2 separate regions of the Mus musculus genome follow, and region 2 is linked to region 1. Evidence: chromatin contacts called from public HiCAR-type data. All regions are on one chromosome and are shown on one strand. Each heading gives the region's core, a stretch centred on a gene start, on an enhancer-like site or on the middle of the called end of the contact. The rest is flanking DNA. Distances are from core to core; before and after follow the strand shown. Region 1 has its middle 65 kb from the start of E130114P18Rik. Region 2 has its middle 120 kb from the start of Gm27521.

The links. HiCAR-type assays count read pairs that join an accessible place to other places.
Region 2: a contact with region 1 is called in a HiCAR-type map of astrocytes, with 4 times the contacts expected there. The contact joins two enhancer-like sites. A contact is called at or near these places in 2 of 484 Hi-C or Micro-C datasets (cerebral cortex and cortical neurons) and 1 of 115 datasets of contacts at active chromatin or transcription factors (astrocytes).

The regions. Positions count from the first base shown.
Region 1 is chr4:97,647,636-97,652,507 of GRCm38.p6, forward strand. It overlaps a transcript of Nfia not described here. Among named protein-coding and RNA genes, the nearest start is that of E130114P18Rik, 65 kb to the left of the region's middle. Within about 2 kb of position 2,191, at least 108 of the 459 cell types and tissues checked have an H3K27ac peak or open chromatin away from gene starts, as enhancers often do. A contact at or near this core is called in astrocytes, where this site is marked.
Region 2 is chr4:97,035,034-97,039,905 of GRCm38.p6, forward strand. No RefSeq gene overlaps it. Among named protein-coding and RNA genes, the nearest start is that of Gm27521, 120 kb to the left of the region's middle. Within about 2 kb of position 2,813, at least 11 of the 459 cell types and tissues checked have an H3K27ac peak or open chromatin away from gene starts, as enhancers often do. A contact at or near this core is called in astrocytes, where this site is marked.

The sequences.
Region 1 (4,872 bases), core at 941-3,440:
AGATGGCAAGATTGGATGCAGTTAAAAAAACAAAAATCCCTAGCAACCATCTAGGAGAGGCTTGTTGAGGCTTGCAATAAATCGGGGCTGATGGAGACAGTCCTGGACTGACATTGTTGGGAGGGAGAAGAGGGAGTGAGGCAGAGATGTGGTATTAATGGCACCCCTATTGCCAGTGTTGCTGCGTAGGAGGGGGAGAATAACACTAATCATCATGCACGTGGCTAGCTTGGTTTCCCTGTCCAGGGAGGCAAGATGCCAAGAGGCACAGGTGTTCCCTACCATCGAAGGAGGCTGCTCCCTCTCTTGATTGCATAAACAGGCCTCCTGCTTTCCTGCCTTCTCAACATCCAGTCTCACCCTGGGGAGTCCTGGCCGACCATCCAGGGTGCTCACCAGAGAGGGAAAGGATTGAGGGGGTCTGAGTGAGGATGAGGGCACCTTCTGGCCAATACTGAGGAGTTGTTGCTCAGGCCTTACAGAATCTGCAAATGCTGTGGGTCCACCTGGGGCAGCATCCGCTCTACTGCCATCTGTTTCCTATCGAGGCTGAGCACGCTCGTGTGTGTGGTCACAAACGCACAGAAAAATCATTCTGCCAATAAATATGGAACGTTAGGCTTCGTTTGTTTTTTTTTTTTTTCCTCTTCCTTTTAACTGACTTACAAAGTGAACCCTGAAAATTCTGACTCCTTCTACCATGCTTCGCCCAATCCCAAGGAAAATATAATGACGTCACATTCCCCTTGAAATCTATACTTTATTGAAGGGTTGGGCGGGGGGCTTATTGCACATGTACAAGGGCCAAACCAAAGGAGGAAATGTGAGCAAAGTGGTTGCATCCTTTTGCAGTCAACTATTATAAAATCTGGCCATCTCCCGTGCTTCATGAAGACATACAGTTTCCAACAGGCCTAGTTTTACTTTACATAATTGTAACCATCTCAGCATGTCAATTAGCATAGAATGTTACCTTTGGGATGGGATCAATTAGAGACCTGAAGATTGAATTTGGAATCATGATTAGCCCGTTTTACATTTTGCCTTCATTTTCTAAAATATACAATTGTCTGATTCAGCCCAGTTTTTTTTTTTAAAAAAAAAAAAAAAAAAAAACGTATTGTAAACTTATTTATTTTTTAACCTAAAACAGACATGGGAGGCTGGTTAGTAACAGGAACCATGGCAAAATGGAGGATGGGGGTGCTATTTGATTAGAGCCTATTCTTAAATTTCCACAGCAAGAAAATATTGAGAGTAGCGGAATGGTTGCTGGATTTTCTTAAGAGCTGAAATCATTATGCTCTGGCGGAGTTCCAAGTTCTTCTCTTTTTTTAGGTTACAATTTGAAACGGTGCAGAACATGCTATAGTGTTGTAGTCATTCATGTAATGTCATTGAATTGAGCTTCTGGAAATAGACAAAGGACTTTGTGTCCCAAAATGTTCTTCTGGCGGAAAATTGATAGCAGCATGAGATACGCTATTACGAGGGTTGGTTCTGCCTCCAAATTTGTGCTGACTAAAGTGGAGAGAGAGAAAGAGAGGGAGGGAGGGAGGGAGAGAGAGAGAGAGAGAGGTTTCAAACAATGCTATACACATTTCCAAGAGGAGCTGTAGAAGTTTTCCCGGGGTTACTAAAATAATGTGAAGCTCTTTGTTTGCTTTTAAGTTGTTTCCCAAATGGAGACAATGAACAGGCAAACGCATGACATGAAATCCTGGGCTAATTCTCCCAAGCCCTCCCTGCCCCCATTCCAGCCCTGAGAAGTGTTTCCCGTTCATTGAAGCCCTGAGTCTGGAGCTCTTGCCAGATTCGTCAGAGTGACAGGCGAGTCCAGCTTCAGCAGCCAGAGATGCAGCCTGAATGCAAATCAAGGCTAGGCCTGGGCTCTCTGGCCAGGACACATGGTGTTGGGCCTGAGCTCATAGCTGGCCAATTCTTTGCCCTGATCCCTTTCCAAGCTTTGCCATCTTCATTGCTGCCACCCCTTTTAGGAAGAAAAGTTAGAGCTGTTTGTGCATGATGTGAAAGATATGCCAATAAAGCCCCTTTCCATATAAATAGCACATCAAAATATTACCAAATAATGCTGGTGACTTTGCCAGCAGGCAGAGGACTCCATCTGGAGATAATATCTTCCAACTGAGAGGCGTCCAAGGTGCCCTTTCCTAGGCAACAGGCACGCTGACCCACATGGGGCTAAATCCCATTCTATCTGAACATAAGCAATCCTTCTTCTGCTATACACAGGCCACCTGTGCCGGATCCCGGAGCAAACAGCTCCAATCCAAAATTAACTCATTGGTCATTTCCTCTGAGACAAGAACAGCGCCATCCTTCCCTGACCAGTCTGATGATGTCTGTACATTCTCCAGAGAGACTCGAAATAGTAAGTACAGGACTAAGGACAAGATCCCTCAATACATTCTGTTACCTGCTCTGGTCCACTCAGTGACAATAGGCGAGCTCACTGTTGGGTCTGCTCTACAAAGCATCTAACCGTCTAAGTCAAGTTTCCCAGCTTCTCTGAGCACAAGGATCTCTGTAAAGTTTGCAACCAGCATCTGGATGAAATGCTAAACTTTAAATATAGAAGGTGGACTGTCCCAATGGCAGATAGTTTCTAATGCACACAGAGACTCTTTCCTGTTCTCTTGGTTCTTCCTCAGATTCCTGGTGAGTGGTTACTAGACACAGGAGCAAGGGTGAGTCAAATATGGATAGGGTCCCCTAGATCTTTATAATCAGTTCAGAGTTTCAGTTCTTATTATGACTAAAGGTCTCTGAGGTTTCTTAGAGAGGCCTGCGTTCTCTGCTTACCCTGGTCACCAAGTTCCTTTTAGAGGACTATTGCTGACTTGGTTTCTGCCCACTTAATCTGAAAAGTGGCCATTTCTCCTTACAGTGGACTGCAAAGCATGTGTGGGTAAAGGAACACTTTTGAAGAGCTCTCTAGGCTATGGCGAGAGCACTCAGAGAATTCTCTTGCACGCTGATGTTGCACTAAGCAACAGAGGCATTCAGACGCACCTTCCTTAGACTTCCATATTTTTCTTTTTTCTCCCTGGTTTAGCATCACCTCTCACAGTTCCTAATTACTGAAAGAAGTTATCTAAATTGCTGAAAATACAAGATTTGGAACAATCCCTCTTCTAGGGGCAGGGGGCATAGAGTGGTCACTGAAAGGCAGACTTAAACTTTCATACCCTCATATCTCAAAGACTATTAACACTAGATCAGTTTTTACAATGGTGTTAAATGTAAAAGTTCTCTCTGGTCATGTATTACAGAGGTCTGATGCCATTCAATTCTGTCACCAGTCATGTCCTGAATCCCTTCCATTCTAGGCACGATTCTAAGCCCTCTCAGCACACATCCTTATGATTCCCCACCACACTTTTTATCTGGGGAAACTGAAACTGGGGAAGGGCCACACATTGTCCAGGACATCCCCATCTATCTTTTTAAAGCTAGTCTCCCAATCAATCAATTACTAAACGTCCTACAGCTGAGCAAGTGTTAATTGCCTTCAAGGTATAAAGATAGATATAAAGGCCTGAAGACAAAGCCCCAGACAGCACTGGGTTATAAACAGCCTGTAGAAACTTAGAGTTACAACTTTGCAGACACACACACATACACACACACACACACACACACACACACACACACACACACACACACACACACACACCTGGATTTGGATCCCAGCTCCAATGAATTTGTTGGATGTGACTGGGCAAGTTACTCAACTTCTCTGGGCTTCATATTCCTCAAATACAAAATGAAAACATCAGAAGTAAGTGCCCAATTCAGTTGTTTGGGGGCCTAAGGAGATAAAGCATTCAGTGCACACAGAGCCATGAGTGGGCACTTCTCCTTATTTTGATGAACATGATTGTACAGCTTGCTTTGTAGATTCAGCATTTAAATGGTTAGATCTCTATGCTCTGAATACCCTTTTAAAGAATCATTTGGGCAACTAGTCAATGTTTTATTATATAGACACGCCATACTTGGTGACCCATACGTCACCAAGGTTTATTTTATCAAGACCTTTATATATTAAGAGCATTACCTCAGTTTACATTTGTGGCAGACGGTTCCTTAGGTTTTTGTTTGCTCTCTAGTTTTATGTAAAATGTGTTTTACATGAAGTTGTTCACTTTTATGTAATCTAATCTATATAAATTTTCATTTATGGTAACATCCATTCATTTTAAGCTTTAAAAAAAGCCTTCTTATAATAATAATAATACAGAAACTAGGGGATAATTACCAACATCTTTTCCTAGTGTAAAAATATGTTTCAAAATGATTCACCAAGTAAGTTCAAATGGAGATTTCCTACAGGTGAACTGGTCTCCGCATGAGCAACCTTGGCATCTGATGACTTGTACTAATCGGTAACAGTGGCAATGATCTCCTCATAGTCAAATTTACTTGGTTCATATTACGAGTTTTTCAGAGACTAGTCCACTACTCTCTTCTCTAGTCAAAAGATCTGGAATCTAAGAACATGCCCAGCTCTCTAAGGGATGTACTAACAAACTGCAAAGATCTGCTTCGTGTGTATCTGGCCCTCAGGGACCTTCTTCGTCAAAGTCGTAACCCCCTCCCCCCCCCCCCCATCACATACCCCCATTCAGTCCTGATGATTTGGAGAAAAGACTGGCAGGAGGATGGTTTGGGTCAATTAAGCATTTAGCTCTGTGCTCAAAACTGTGATTCTAGTACAAGGAAAATCTGGACTATTTGTCTCATATGGGAATGGAAAGACAGTCATGAAAGTGATTTCTGCTTTGGAGATTAAGTGAAAGAACACATCTCGCAGTCTCTTAGCACAATACCTAACAAATAAGCTACTCA
Region 2 (4,872 bases), core at 1,563-4,062, 610 kb before region 1:
AGTAATTGAATGATTAATGTTTTATTAGATAAGAACTATAAGTTGAAGAGCATGCAGTATAATGTTTATTTTAGAAAAAATTATAAAAGTCAGTGTTTACATAGAAGTCTACTTAATGATGGTCAGGAGTGGACAAAAGTTTGGGGAAGGATACAGGAAAGAAAAGTAGCACGATGTGCCATCTGTCTGAGCTACTTTTCTATGGAATGCACCTCCCCATACCTATGCACCCACTGCCTGTGGGAGCTGAGCCATTCATCATGACCATAAGCTTCTAGGACACCTTGGCCCGTCAGCTTCCTGGTCATGGCAATGTGTTTCACAATGTAGGTATTAAATAATTAATAACCAATAATCATATGGTAACATGTGCTGACAGGTATAGTAATAACCTAAGAAGAATTCACATATGAATGGTGGGTATTAGTTAAGAGAAAGCCACAATATTCTGCTGTCTGTATAATATGATCAGTGTGCACACAAATACTATAAAATGACCTGAAAAAGCCAAAGCCTTACTTTGAAAATAACAAGAGGCTGGGCATGGCTTTCTTCAGTACTGCTGTTTAGATAGAGCCATAGAAATCCATTCTAAAACAATACAATGTTAAACAATCTTGATTAAATAATGTGGCATAGTTACCCCCCTTATTATATATTCTTTATATTTGAAAACCAAGGAAAAATAAAGAAAGGAAGGAAGGAAGGAAGGAAGGAAGGAAGGAAGGAAGGAAGGAAAAGAAAGAAAGAAAGAAAGAAAGAAAGAAAGAAAGAAAGAAAGAAAGAAAATAAGGAAGGAAGGAAGGAAAAAGGAAGGAATGAAGGAAGAAAGGAAGAAAGAAAGAGAGAGAGAGAGAGAAAGAAAGAAAGAAAGAAAGAAAGAAAGAAAGAAAGAAAGAAAGAAAGAAAGAAAGAGAGAAAGAAAGAAAGAAAAATACATCTTCAGGTCCCCACTCTCACATTACTGTGAGCCCTAGCCACAGATAGCACACAAAGTAAAAATCCTCTGTTTTGGCTTCTTTTTTACTGCCTGAAGCTCTTGACACCTATCCATCACTGGCTCTGGCCACTCAGCTTTGATCCATGTGGTCATAAGCTTCTTGGATTCCTTGCTCCTTCAGTCTCATGGTCATACCATATTTTGCATAGGTGGGTATTCAATAATCATTTGGCTAACTGTATTGAAAGGAATGGAGTTTAATGAATAATATTTATATAATTTATATGGGAAAGGGATTTAAACAAAACAAAATAAGGGTATTACCCAGAATACCCAGTCACTTATGGTCTACAATGGTAGTAAGAAGGTAACATTGAAGTTCTTATCTGGGAAAAACTAATGGGCTAAGAAGAATAAAGACATATACATGATGTGCATGCATCATGTACACATAAATATATATGAATAAGATGGATTGCTTGATGAATACAGTTGCACTGAGTCAATTGTATAAGCGCTTTTGCATACGAAAAAAGTAAAATAGTAGGAACAGACTTTCAGTAAAACAAATATGTGTTAGTCCACAGCATATAATTGTTCCATCATGTAATCCAGGCATACTTAATCTGGTTCTTACAAAGTTCTCACATGCTCTCCAACAATAGGGTTTTTTTTTTTCTAGCACAATGAGAAACATGTGATGATCTCACTGTTTTCTGTCTATGATCTCCACATCTCCACCCTGAGCTCCATGCAGCCCAGGCTTTTTTCCTCAGCTGGCAGGCACAAACCCCAGATGCCAGGCTGTAGAGGATATGTATTTGCTGCATCTGGTTTCTTAGCAGATTCGACAAGCCTCTGTGCTGGCAGCTGAAGAAATGCCTTTGGGCTGATCACATGGTGAAAACTCCCAACTGGCTGGAACAATCAGCAACTGTGATTCAGCTGGACACTGGACGGTTGATTTTGCCCATCCTCTGATGTCTTGGATAAGTGATTAGTGGCTTTTGTCTTGAAAAGTATGCTCCCAAATGACAGTCCAGACCAAGAACTAGCCTGTACTCTCACCTCTTATAATCTTATAAGTTGTACACAACTGAATTTTGTTTCCTTCATCAATGAGAATTTTCCCAGAAACATGGACTACAGAATGTCTTTCACATAGGATGCCTGTCACAGCAGCACTTTACATTTGGAAGGAAAATTAAGTCAGTTAGTAAAGCTCCCTAAATTTTCTGATGAAAAAAAAAAAAAGCAGGCTTTGAAAAGGGAGAGGATTTTGATCAGATACATAGAAAGCAGAACAAAGCAAAGCCCACTGGCACGAATGCTGCAAATGAGCACATATAGAATGAAAGATGAAGAGCAGAAAAAAATTGCACCTGAGGATGAAAAACCACAGCCAAGTGGTTTTGTGTATTCTCTGTATCAGGAGAGGCACCCTGTGGACAAGAAGACAAGTAAAACAAATATCCTGTGCAAGTTACACTAATGGGGGCCACCTATTCTCAAGGCCTGAACTCTTACAATATAAAATTCTGTAATTCCACTCAGAATTTATTAATATGTGACAGTTTAAATAAGATAATCCATTCTGTATGCAACAAGATTATGGATTTTAGAAACAAATGTTGAGAGCTTGTCATATTAACACATACCGTGCTTTATAAGGAGTGGTTATCATAACTTAGAAGGTGAAATTGCCAATAAAGCAGGAGTGTAAGAGCAGGGTCACAGAGTGAGTTTTCTGACTGTGTTCCTGGTGGGAATCATGTAATCAGCCAGGGAGGATGTCCTGACACACATAAGTGCATCCACAGCTGCCACAATTGTACCAATTCCCTCAGCTGCAGTGAACAGCCATTTCCAGCAGGGGACATCCACAGCTCAGACAAGAGAATCTTGTCCAGCCCAGAAATGATGAATGGAGATGATCCAGCACTTAGATATGAGCCAAAAACCAGCCAGGACGACACTCATCCCATAGAAACCAAAGTTCTGGAAAGAAGACCTTCCAGAACTCTTGAACTGTGAGCAGCTACGAATGCCAGTAAATCTGAGTTTCTCTTACTTTATTTACAAGCTGAGGCTGGACAAAGACATTGAACCTTGCTAAAGGAGTGGGAATGGGGGTATGACACATTCTCTTGAGCCTGTGACAGATCAAGGTAACCAGGTGCCAGAGACTCACAGTTATGGCACAGCCATGCTGGCAAGACTGTGTGGCTTGGAATTTTCTTTGGCTGCTATCTGGATCCCAGGCTTTGTTTATTATCTGCTCAGGAGCCAGAAAGAAGATGGCTACACATTAGATTTGTCCTTATGACAGTAGTAGGCTACCACATATCTAATAACCATCTCTGGGGGGGGGTGTACATGTGGTTACATAACTAGATTTATATTTTACTCTGATATGTAGATTCAATTTACCCACCCTGTGAAGTAGGCAAGTTTATGGTATAATTCTCACACTTCAGTCATTTTTGCTAAATTCTTGTCATTCTGACCAACTTAGTGCTGCAACTCAAGCCTAATGTGACATAATCAGTGTATGTGTTTGCTTCCTATCGGGATCAGCAAAGAACATTGCAATGAGGATGGCAGTGTTAGGAATGTTTGAAGGTGTTTTTATTTATATTATCAAGGAATGATAAAGTAAATCAATAGAAATGTACACTCAAACTTCCTTTATTAATTCCATGGGACAGATCATTGCTGAAGCCTTCTACAGTCTTTGAATACTGAAAATATTCATAAATATATGAAATTTTTGATGATGTATCCTGTATATAGTTTAATCTTTGATGACACCATGTAGTCTTATCAAATATCTAATTCAAATGCAAAAAGTGAATCAATTTCTTACTTACAGTTTCTGTCAGGCTCAAAAGTATAAATACTTCCTCTAGGGAAGGCTTCATAAAAGAAGGTCAGGGCACTGAAAACAGAGTAGGAAAGAGATACAACTTACCAAACGATTCTATAATGTTTCTAGCATATTTTAAACATAATCCTCCAGGAGTATAATAATAAACATGATAACAAAAATAATTAAGAACTGGTGAATTCTCAATGATCAATGTTTTATTAAAATATAGGGATTTCTCTCTATCCTATATAATCATTTAAAAGTGTATAGAAGCCTGCACAATATCCAGCATGATAAACACAATTACAATGCAAGGAGAAGTCCAATGGTCAGATAGAAATTTTTAAAAAGGGTTGGGAGCCTCCAACCTCAGAGAGTTACTGAGGAAAATACTACATGAAAGCTACTGTGCTTTACATGGAATCAGCCATACACCTCTCCCTATAGCCTGAACGTATGCTTCACTACATCGCAGGGCAGTCTCGAACAGAGGAGAGGCTGAGGCTGAAAGAAGCAAAGGGACTCATTCAAGTTCAGTCAGCTGATCTGGGCTAAGAAGATTGCCTGGCTTTAAACACTGCAACAAATAAGGCAACCACCACTCAAGAGTGTTGCATGGGAGGGGGCAGCAGAATTTATAAATATAGGTGATGCACAAGGATGCCTGTGAAGGAAAGTGATGGCTGGACCTGAGAATTTGAACAAATGCATTGCTTTTATGATTTACTTCATTAATGATTGTGGATCTTTGGACACTGTGACATGTGCTCCTCTGAATATCAAAGTCGAGGTCCTGGTGACAGACATTTCAGCTGAAGAGAACAGTGCCATGGTATTTTACTGAATCCTAGCTACTAGTGGTACCACAGTTAACAAGGACTGATACGATAAGATAGATTAGCTGCTTTTTCTAGTTATCACTCCCTCTGGTCCTATCTCTACATTCCTTTCCCCAGAAGATAAGGGGAAATTCCCAAATAAGAACATGAGTATGCAAATACCAAATTATGTTCCTCTCAAGTTAAAAATGCAAGGCCAAAGTATAAGAACTGAGTTAGTACAT